Linked DNA regions of Zea mays: region 1 is linked to region 2. The links are chromatin contacts, called in public Hi-C maps. All regions are on one chromosome and are shown on one strand. The core of a region is the stretch at or near the end of the contact, and the rest is flanking DNA. Distances in the headings are between cores, read along the strand shown. Region 1 holds the start of LOC100285263. Region 2 holds the start of LOC103640938 (pre-mRNA-splicing factor CWC22 homolog).

What was found. A called contact is a pair of places that touch in the nucleus more often than the background predicts.
Region 1: a Hi-C map of endosperm shows a contact between it and region 2, with 4 times the contacts expected there. The contact joins the promoter of LOC100285263 here to the promoter of LOC103640938 in region 2. A contact is called at or near these places in 2 of 25 Hi-C or Micro-C datasets (ear and endosperm).

What each region holds. Positions count from the first base shown.
Region 1 is chr10:23,094,547-23,099,431 of Zm-B73-REFERENCE-NAM-5.0, forward strand. It overlaps LOC100285263, which reads right to left and starts at 1,599. Exons shown (of 10, transcript NM_001158157.1): 1 at 1,148-1,599; 2 at 969-1,066. The coding sequence starts at 1,417.
Region 2 is chr10:22,369,796-22,374,753 of Zm-B73-REFERENCE-NAM-5.0, forward strand. It overlaps LOC103640938 (pre-mRNA-splicing factor CWC22 homolog), which reads left to right and starts at 3,378. Exons shown (of 8, transcript XM_020545568.2): 1 at 3,378-4,555. The coding sequence starts at 3,545.

The DNA.
Region 1 (4,885 bases), core at 349-2,848, 720 kb after region 2:
AATCTGTTGCTTAGGTAGGAACATGTCTCCTTTCCTAAGTACTTATTATCTGTGACTATATGTCCTTAGACAAAGAGGTGTCTTATTGCAGGTACTTTGGTGGTACAACAAAACAAGTCCGAGGAGATTCTGTTGATGAACATGCTGCTTTGTTGCACCTCAAGTTTGGTAGAAATTATCTCAGTTTCCTATTAATTCTTAGTTTGGTACAAATTGTCTCAATTTCCTTTTAATCCTTAGTTTGGTACAAATTATCTCAGTTTCCTTTTAATTCTTAGTTTGGTACAAATTATCTCAGTTTGGTACTAATTTTCAGCTTGTTACAAATTATCTTAGTTTGGTAGTAATTTGTAGTTTGTAACTATTTATGAATTTGTTTCCTTTGGTTCCTTCAAGCATATGCAGAATCACTTATCATTTGTTTTCCTGGCAACATGTGTGTTACTGTGAAACGACATGTTTGTTGTCTGGTACTGATTGAGCAAAGTGGGAGGGGCGGGAGGCAATGATAAAGCTCAATGAGAGATAAATAAGTTCAGAACGAGGGCACGGAGAAGAGCATGGCCCAAAAAACTTCCGTTGGCCCAATCTAACGTGCATAGTCTATGTGGTTTCAGTTTTAAAAATTATGAGGGACAAGTTTTAGCGTTCTGATGTGGATTACAGTTTTTTTAGGGAATTTTTTTTCCCAACAGCCCCAATAAGATGTTTTGGGGAACAAATTTTAAGTGAACTTTTGGAGTTGCTCTTATTCATACATTTTGCAATTCTGATTGGATGCCCTCTGTTAAAAATCGAGATCCTTTGACAGCCTAAAGGCTAAAACGTATTTCTATGCAATTGCTCGAGCAAACAATGATGGATCCATTCGTAGTCAAGCCCCCTATATCATACTGGCACCATAAAGTTTCTGACTAACAACTGCTGAAAACACGTAACTGACAAAGATGATGAAAAGTTAAGATTACCTAGAATAACAGCCTACATTGTAGCCTTGGGCCCTCATGATATTGGACAGGAATGCAGCAGTAGAACCTTTCCCCTTGGTGCCGGCGATATGCACAGCCTACAGACACATCTATTCAGCTACATATTTGCATTCAGCGAACAGAACTATCTCCGAAGATCTACATCCGGGAGAACTCACCGGGAAGTGGGTGTGGGGGTCGCCGAGCCGGCGGAGGAGCCGGCGCATGCGTCCGAGGTCAAACCCGTCGTCGGAGTCGGTGCCGGCGCCGCGCGGCACGCCCGAGCGCTCGTAGTTGCGCAGCCGCTCCATGTAGTCGAAGAAACCCGCGAGCGGACCCTCCGCCTCGCCACCGGCCATGATGGTCAGGCCGCGGCGGGCCATGATGCTCCTCCTCTGCAGCAGACCATGTGGGAGGCGGAGGGCGGTAGGGAAGCGGTGGCCGAGCATCCGTCGCGGCCGTGCGGCGGCGGCGGGAGGCGACGTAGAGCGCGCGATCGCGGATGTGACGCGCAGATGCTCCTTGCCACGGGATACAGATAAATGTTGGGTTAAGGCTTGAGCGGTGGTTGGGTCGGCTGGTGCGGACTGTGGGGACGACGCCGGAGTCGGGCAGCGGAGGACGAGCGCGAGGAGACGACAGACGACGAGGAGGGAGCAGAGGAGGAGCATACCAATGGCAACGGGTAAAATGGTTGGAGCAAAAGACTAGGTAAATAGTTTTATAAAGATAAATTTGGTTATTATTAGAAAAACGTTATTTTATAAATGACCCTTTAAATTTGATAGGTCTTTATTCATACATATTAACTCTATTTTTGATAGCTTGTTTCACTAGCTATACATAATTCTGAATTTAAGAGATTCAATTGGATTAGTGTACTTCTTTTTTGAAATCTATTTTAAAGAATATACGAGCATCTTCAAGAGACTAATCAAATAGCTCGTCAAGTCAAATTTTAGCTACTCAACAGTAAAATAACTCTCTATCCGACTCTTTAAATTAGCTCTCTCACTGGTCAAATTTGGCTAGCCACCTGACTAACCAAACTAGATAGATAGTCTGTTAGAGTGGAATGCTACATATAGAGTGTGATCTTTATAAAAATGTAAATAGAGAATTAAATAGAGAGCTAAAAATAAAGAGTCTCTTAGAGATTAAATTTGGCTAATTGTTTTTGCTAATCTCTTGGAGTTGCTTTAAAACCGCTCCAGCACGAACCTGTACCTGTAAATGCGCTTGTACTCTAAATATAGAGGTTTGTTGACTATTTTATGTCTCCAACAAGGGACTCTAAAATGTCCTCTAAAATTTAGATAATGGCATGTGTCTTCTGGCAACGACTGCTATGCAAGCAGTCCTTCTGTGCAAGCGTGCAAGCAAACCATCTGATCCATTAGATCGTGATCCAACCATAGGTCACATTTAACACTTACACCCTTCCACCACCAGCTTAATAATCTTTATAAAAAAACCCTAACAAACCATGGTTGTATCTATGGTTGGATCGTAATCTAAAGAATCAGATTGTTTGCTTGCACGCTTGCATAGAAGGACTGCTTGCATAATAGTCGTTGCCTGTGTCTGCTACAAATAGAGGACATACGAACGTACTCTTATGCACTCTTATGTATTGTTCTTGTTTCATACGCCTCTTGTTCACGTGCCCACGTCCAGTAAAAAAATATAGAATGCCAAATCTAGTACCACTATTAATATAGAGGATGAAATTTAAAGAACGTTGTTGGAGATGGAGAAGATATAGAGGACATAATCTTTTAGAGAATAAAGTAATGTATAGAGAATATTTCTTAAGATGATGAAATTTAGGGAACATTGCTGGAGAGAGCCTTACACAAAGTGTTATTGACTGTGCCAGTGAGCTAAAACCAATGCTCTCGTCCATGCCTTCCACCCTCCATGAGCATAATATCATATATGTATCCTCTATCCGCGAGTAGAGGATACTCGCGAGCTTGTCTGTTTACCCGCCATAAAACAACAAAATATCAAATCATAGACAGATTACATATAAGTTATATTATAAAGATACATGAACATAAATATAACTAATCACCATACAAAGCTAACATGATAAATAAAAGAAACTCAAATAGTAGTAGTTCATACAGTTCTCATACACATAGTTCATAATCGCACAAATTCTCACACACAATATTCTTGATGGTGAGAAAGACAACAAAAATGTTGAAGAAACTTAACCGAGAAGGCATCAAATTTGATTCAATAAAGAAGAAGTTTTCCTCTAGCAAGAGAAAGTCCATCTCCAAGATGGACTGATATAATTGTGGAGAGCTTGGCCATCTTGCTCATCAATGCACCAAGCCTAAGAAAAACAAATTCAAATGCAAGAAAGATGATGAAAATGATGATGAGACCAAGGAAAAGAAGTTCTTCAAAAAGAAAGAAGGCAAGCAAAAGAGGTTTCACAAAAGGAAGAATGGGAAAGAATACATTGTTGGTGATTGACTCACCGATATTGAATACTCAAGCAGCTCTTCTTCAAGTGAAGAAGAAGATGATGAAAAGGTCGTCGCCATCGTCGTGGATTTCTCTTCACCATCATCATCACCTTCATCCACTACACACATATGCCTCATTACTAAAGGTGAACGGAAGGTACAAGATGATATTGTCATTGTTGAAAATTGTGATAGTGATAGTGATGATGAATATGTTTCTCCTACTTATGATGAGTTAGCTGACTTGCTTAAATAATACACTCAAATCATTAGAAAGTCCAAAGCTAAATGTGATAAGCTAATAGGTGAAAATATGTTCTTAACTGCTAAGTATGATATAGTTGTTCAAGCTAGTGAGGAAATGAACGAAGAAAACAAAACTATGTCATCTATTAGAAATGGGCTCAAGGTCTCCCTTAAAGATGCTAAAAATGTGAAAAAACAAATGAAGAAAATAGGGAGCTAAAAGATAGGTTTGTTAAGATAAAAGAAGATTACACAAAAATTAAAATTGATCATGGTAATCTTCTTGTTGCATATGAGCTTTTAGCTTGATGTAGCAACCTCATGTGATGCTTTGAGCAATGATGATCAATCTAGTCTTCATGATGATTTGATTGAAAATTTTAAAATCGTGGCACTAGAGAACAAGAAATTAAAGAAGTACTTGACTGAAGCAACCAACAAGGAAAAAGTTGCTATAGAAAGCAAAGATTTTAATAATGAGTTGGTATTGAATAATGAGAGGCTTAGGGAAGAAATGAAGAAGTTCAAGCTTGAGAAAGAACATCTTGCCAATACCTCCAAAATGAGCTCCTCATGAACAAAGTCATGAAAAACAATAAGAGTGGTATTGGATACAATTCATTTGTGCAAAAGAAATCAACAAATCAAAATAAGGCTAAGCAAAATCCAAATCCCATTAAGTGTTATGAGTGTAGAAAAGAAGAACACTTTGCTCACAATTGTAAAGCCACACCACCAACTCCCTTGTCAAAGCACTCAAGACCTTTTGCATTTAATGCTCACTATGTGCTCCAACGAGGACTAGTGGAGAGTGTCGACTCTTCGATACCTCAAGAAAAATGGGAGGAGTCTTCTTGTCCCTACTTTACTTTCCGCATTTATTTTGAGCATTTTACTTTGTGTATTTACTTAGATAGTATTTGCAATAATGACTTAAGGTTGTTCTCTATTTCATAGCTTTTACTTCTTGATAGTAGTTTGGATGAAGTTGGGCTCATGCTTAGGGTTTAATCTTTTATTAGAATTTTAGAAAAGCCCAATTCACCCCCTCTTGGGCATCGTGATCCTTTCAACTACGAATCTAGTTTCTAAAAAATGAAGCATAAACAAGGTGATGAGCCAAGAATGGGAGACGGCTGCTATGGCGGATGAGTGGAGACGCAATGGTGAGGAATTACGAACGTTGGG
Region 2 (4,958 bases), core at 2,128-4,627:
CTTGTCACCCTTCCTATGTGACTTGATGGAGGAAGCAGACTCCTCCTTGTACTTGTCACCGGACTCCCTTGACGGAGTCCGTTCATTGTTCTTCCTTCCTGAGCCTTCGGCCTTGTCGTCGATGACTATCTCCCTCTTGACGTGATCTCCCGACATCACTTCGAGTTGTTAGACTCTTAATGAAGCACCGGGCTCCGATACCAATTGAAAGTTGCCTAGAGGGGGGTGAATAGGTGAATTCTGAAATTTACAAACTTTAAGCATGCATTAAGGCCGGGGTTAGCGTTAGAATTAAATCGGAGTACGGAAGATAGTTCTCCTTGCTTAGAGTTGCTCAATCAATGAGGATAATGTTTGGGAGCAAACTCAAATCAATATGAGAAAGGGAACTTTTAGAGAGAGGAAAAAGGGAAAACAAATCAAGTGAAGATCAACAAGTGAACACGGTGATTTGTTTACCGAGGTTCGGTTCTAAAGAACCTAGTCCCCGTTGAGGAGGCCACAAAGGCTCGATCTATTCCAACCCTTTCCCTCTCTCAATCGGTCACACAGACCGATCGAGATTTCTCCTTAATCACTTGGGTCACTAAGACCCTGTAAGGATCACCACACACTTAGGTGTCTCTTGCTAGCTTTTCAAAACACTTAGAATAAGAATGAGAAGGAGAAAGCAATCCAAGCAACAAGAGCAACAAAAGAACACAAAACACCCTCTCTCAAGTCACTAAGCAATTGAGTTGATTTGGGAGCTTAGAGAGGATTTGTTCTATTGATTGTGCCTTGGAGTGTAGTCTTTTGCTCTTGCAATGAATGTGAAGTTCAAAAAACTTGGATTGGCTTGAATGGAGGTGGTTGGGGGTATTTATAGCCCCAACCACTATCTAGTCGTTGTTGTCGATGGCGCACCGGACATGGCACTGTTCAGTGTCCGATGCGTGCCACGTCAGCTGCTCGTTGGGGTTTGGAGCCGTTGACCATTTAAGTCCTTTGTCTTATAGCTGCACTGGACAGTCCGGTGGCACACCAGACATGTTCAGTGCATCCTGACATCGCTGCTCTGACTTCTGACTGCGCACTGTTCACTTTTGCAGTCGACCGTTGTGCGCAGGTGACCGTTTCTTCGTTGGCTCACCGGACACTGTCCGGTGCACACCGGACAGTCCGGTGAATTATAGCGGAGCGCCTCTCAGAAAACCCGAGAGTGGCTAGTTCGTTGGTGCCTTGACCTGGGCACCGGATAGTGTCTGGTGCACACCTAACAGTGTCCGGTGCGCCACTGGCAGCACCAATACTAATCATTGCTCCAAACTTGGTTGAGTCACCAACTTAATTTCTTTCTTGGTTTATGTTGAACCTTATGCACCTGAGATAAATGTCATCTAAGCAACCTAGTTAGTTCACATGGTTTGTGATGGACGTCAAACACCAAAATCGATTATAGGAATTTTTTTAAGCCCATTCCCCTTTCACGCGCACCAATCGGAAAACAAACACGTCCTACCTCTCAAAAAGCAGCGCGCTCGCAGGCGAGCAGTAGAGCCTCCAAACAAGTACCAAACTACTTCCTTGGAAGGCTCGGGGGCTACTGTCAAGGGTAATAATTAGGGATACCCGAATTATCCCCTAACAAACGCACTCAGAGAAACAAGGACGAAAACCCCCGAGGGGTGACACCCGAGCTATCCACAAAGACCGAAACATCTCCCCAAGAGTCTCCCACTTCGGGCAGGACTCCGCCTCGCTTGAGGTTGCCGCCGCACCGACCGTCTCGCCCGAGCCAGCCTCAGACAAATAGGACAGGGGCACCCGAAAATAGGAAGGGGACATGCACATTTAATGCGTGTGCCAACCCATGCTACGACAACAGAGCACAGTGATAGATAAGACGACGATCATGTCTGGCGCCACAACATGATTACGTTTACACTACAGTGTGCGCACGCCGCCTGCCACCCTCCGATGGGACGCCTAATACGACAAGTCGAGTAGACTGGCCTTCGGGCGCAATCTCTCTGCCTCACCCGAAGCAGGATTCAGCCCGCGGGCGCGATCTCTCTGCCTCGTCCGACCTCGGCTCTAGCCTTCGGGTGATTTCTCCGCCTCGACCAACATCAAGTTTGGTCCTCGGGCAAATTCTCCACCTCGCCCGAGCTCGGCCTTGGCCACCTACTACGCCGTGAATCCTGCAGACGGCCACTCCGCCCGACTGTGGTGCACGTCAAGGGACGGCTCGACTAACGCCTCGGGAAGACTTCCGCCTCAACTAACCAGGGGCTCTGATCTCGATAAGCGCAACAGGGAATCTCGACGTCATCCCGTGTCAGGACGCTGACACACCCCGTAAGCAGCCTTTGGCCCATACCCCGGCGCTGTTACAACAACTACGGCATGGGCAACCTCTCCCTCGGGGGCTCGGGCGTACGGACAACCCCTCGGTCTCTGCCTCGGCTCTCTACGGGAAATCAGCAGGCGCGAGTCAGCAGCACAGTGCGTCATCACGTCGGCTTACAGGGCGCCAAGACGTCTCTCCTTCGGATACAACACCAGCTTCACTGTAGACGCTCCCCTTCGTGTATAAATAGGGCAGTGATCCCCCAAGAGGACGATCCATCCACGGGACACGCAGACGAACGCTCACTCCCCCACTTTGTCTTAGATATTAGTATTTGACTCAATCATCTCTATGGACTCGGGACTTCCTCTCTCCCGCCGTGCTTGTAAACCCCCTACTACAAGCACCACAGTGCGAGTAATATAAGCCTCATCCTCCTCTGCTGGAATAGGGCATTGTATTGCCCGAACCAGGATAACTGCTTGTGTCTTCTCGCTCACCATCTAGAGTCGGCTACGCGACACATTTACTAGTTGGTTAAGGACCCGTGGTCCAAACACCGACAAGTTTATTTCGAGAAGCAGCTAAACTGATAAACTGTTGTGTAAGCTACCTGTTTAGCAAAACTTCTGCTTATGGGGTGTTTGAATGCACTAGATCTAATAGTTAGCTGCTAAAATTAACTGAAGACAATGAAACAATCTAGGTATTACTTTAGCTATTAGCTATTTTAGCAAATTATCTAATAGTTAACTAGCTAGCTAATTTAACTAGCAATATTTTAACTAACTAACTATTAGTTGTAGTGCATTTAAATACCTCGTAAATCTATTAAAAACTGAAAATAAGTTGTACCAAATAGGGTTCAGAACTTACTCTAGTGAGCTTTCGATTTTTAACTTCTTGAAGCTTTTTATTTTTAAATGGTTTGAGCTTTCGATTTTTAACTTCTTGAAGCTTTTTATTTTTAAATGGTTCCAAAGCTAAATTATAAAATTTCAAAAAAGCTGAAAGCTTAGATCTGACCCTTACTACTTACTAGGCTACACGGGACCGATCGAATCGATCTCTTGTCGGCTACACAGAACCGATCGAACCGATTTCTATTTTCTTCGTATCCAATTTCCATCCTTTCCCCTCTCGCGGGCTCGCGGCCACGACCCCGCTTCCCTAGAATTATTACCACAAACCACAAAACCCTCGGTCCCGGCTATGGCTAACTCCGTCTCCCCGCCGCGCCGCCGCCGCCACAGCCACCACGATGACGTCTCCCCGCGCCGCCGCAAGCGCCGCGCGTCCCCGTATCCACCTCGCTCGCCTTCCCTCGGCGTCGACGCGGACCGCCGTCGCAGATCTAGGGCTTCGCCGCCCGATTCCGACAGCCGCGGCCGCGGCCGAGACGCCAAGCCCTCTGAGGAGAAGGAGAACGGCCACGCCAAGCCCGGAAGGGATGAAGACGGCGACAACCGATCTCCCCGGCGCGACAGGGTTTCAGACGGGGAGGAAGGTGGCGAACGCCGGAGGATGCGCGATAGGGTTTCCGACGATGAGAAGGAGGAAGGACGTCGTCGCAGGCGGGCTAGGGATCCGGATGATGAGCCGGACGACCGCCGTGGCAAGCGAGACCGGGAGAAAGACAGACGGCGCCACCGGCGCCGGAGCCCTAGCTCGGAGTCAGGGTCCTCGCCCGACGGCCGTCGCCATCGCCGCCGGCGCCGAGACGAGGGTTCGAGGCGGCGGGACGACCGTAGGCGAAGGGAGGACGAGGGAGACGAGCGCCGTAGAAGCCCTGTGAAGGAGCTGACCCCGCCACTGCCTCCCCCACCGCCGCTCCTTCCGGAGATGATCCCTGGGCGCACGGGTGGGATCTACATCCCGCCTTTCCGCATGGCGCAGATGATGCGTGATATGGAGGACAAGTCGAGCCCTGAGTATCAGCGCCTCACCTGGGATGCTCTCAAGAAGAGCATCAATGGGCTGGTGAATAAGGTGAATGCGACCAATATCAAGAATATAGTGCCAGAGCTCTTTGCAGAGAACCTTGTTCGTGGGCGGGGGCTCTTCTGTCAGTCTTGCATCAAGTCACAGATGGCCTCGCCTGGGTTTACTGATGTATTTGCTGCGCTAGTTGCGGTTGTGAATACCAAGTTCCCTGAGATTGGGAAGTTGCTTCTTGTTCGTGTCGTGCTCCAGCTCAAGAGGGCATATAAGCGAAATGACAAGGTGAGCTTGTCTTCATTTTCCTCAGCTCAAGAAGTGTTTTAGTACTTTGTTACTTTTTTATTTAAGAATGACTCATTTAGAATCTACAAACGCCGGGTCTAGTTGCATTCCAAGGTGTTTTCATATAATTAGTTTCACTTATTGTATGGTTGCTTATCTAATCCTTATCAAGATCTTTGCAATTTTTTAAACCATTTACAAAATGGGCTATCCTATTTATGTTAGTCTGGAAAAAATGGCTACTTAAGTCTGCAGCTGAAGGAGAACTATTGGTGCATACACCAATAGATCTGCTGTTCTGCAATTACAAAGGTTTGTAGTTGGCTCATGAAATTCTTTGCACAACACTTCACATTGCTTTCCATTTGTATTTGAACTCATGAACTGGATTAATGCAGGTTTT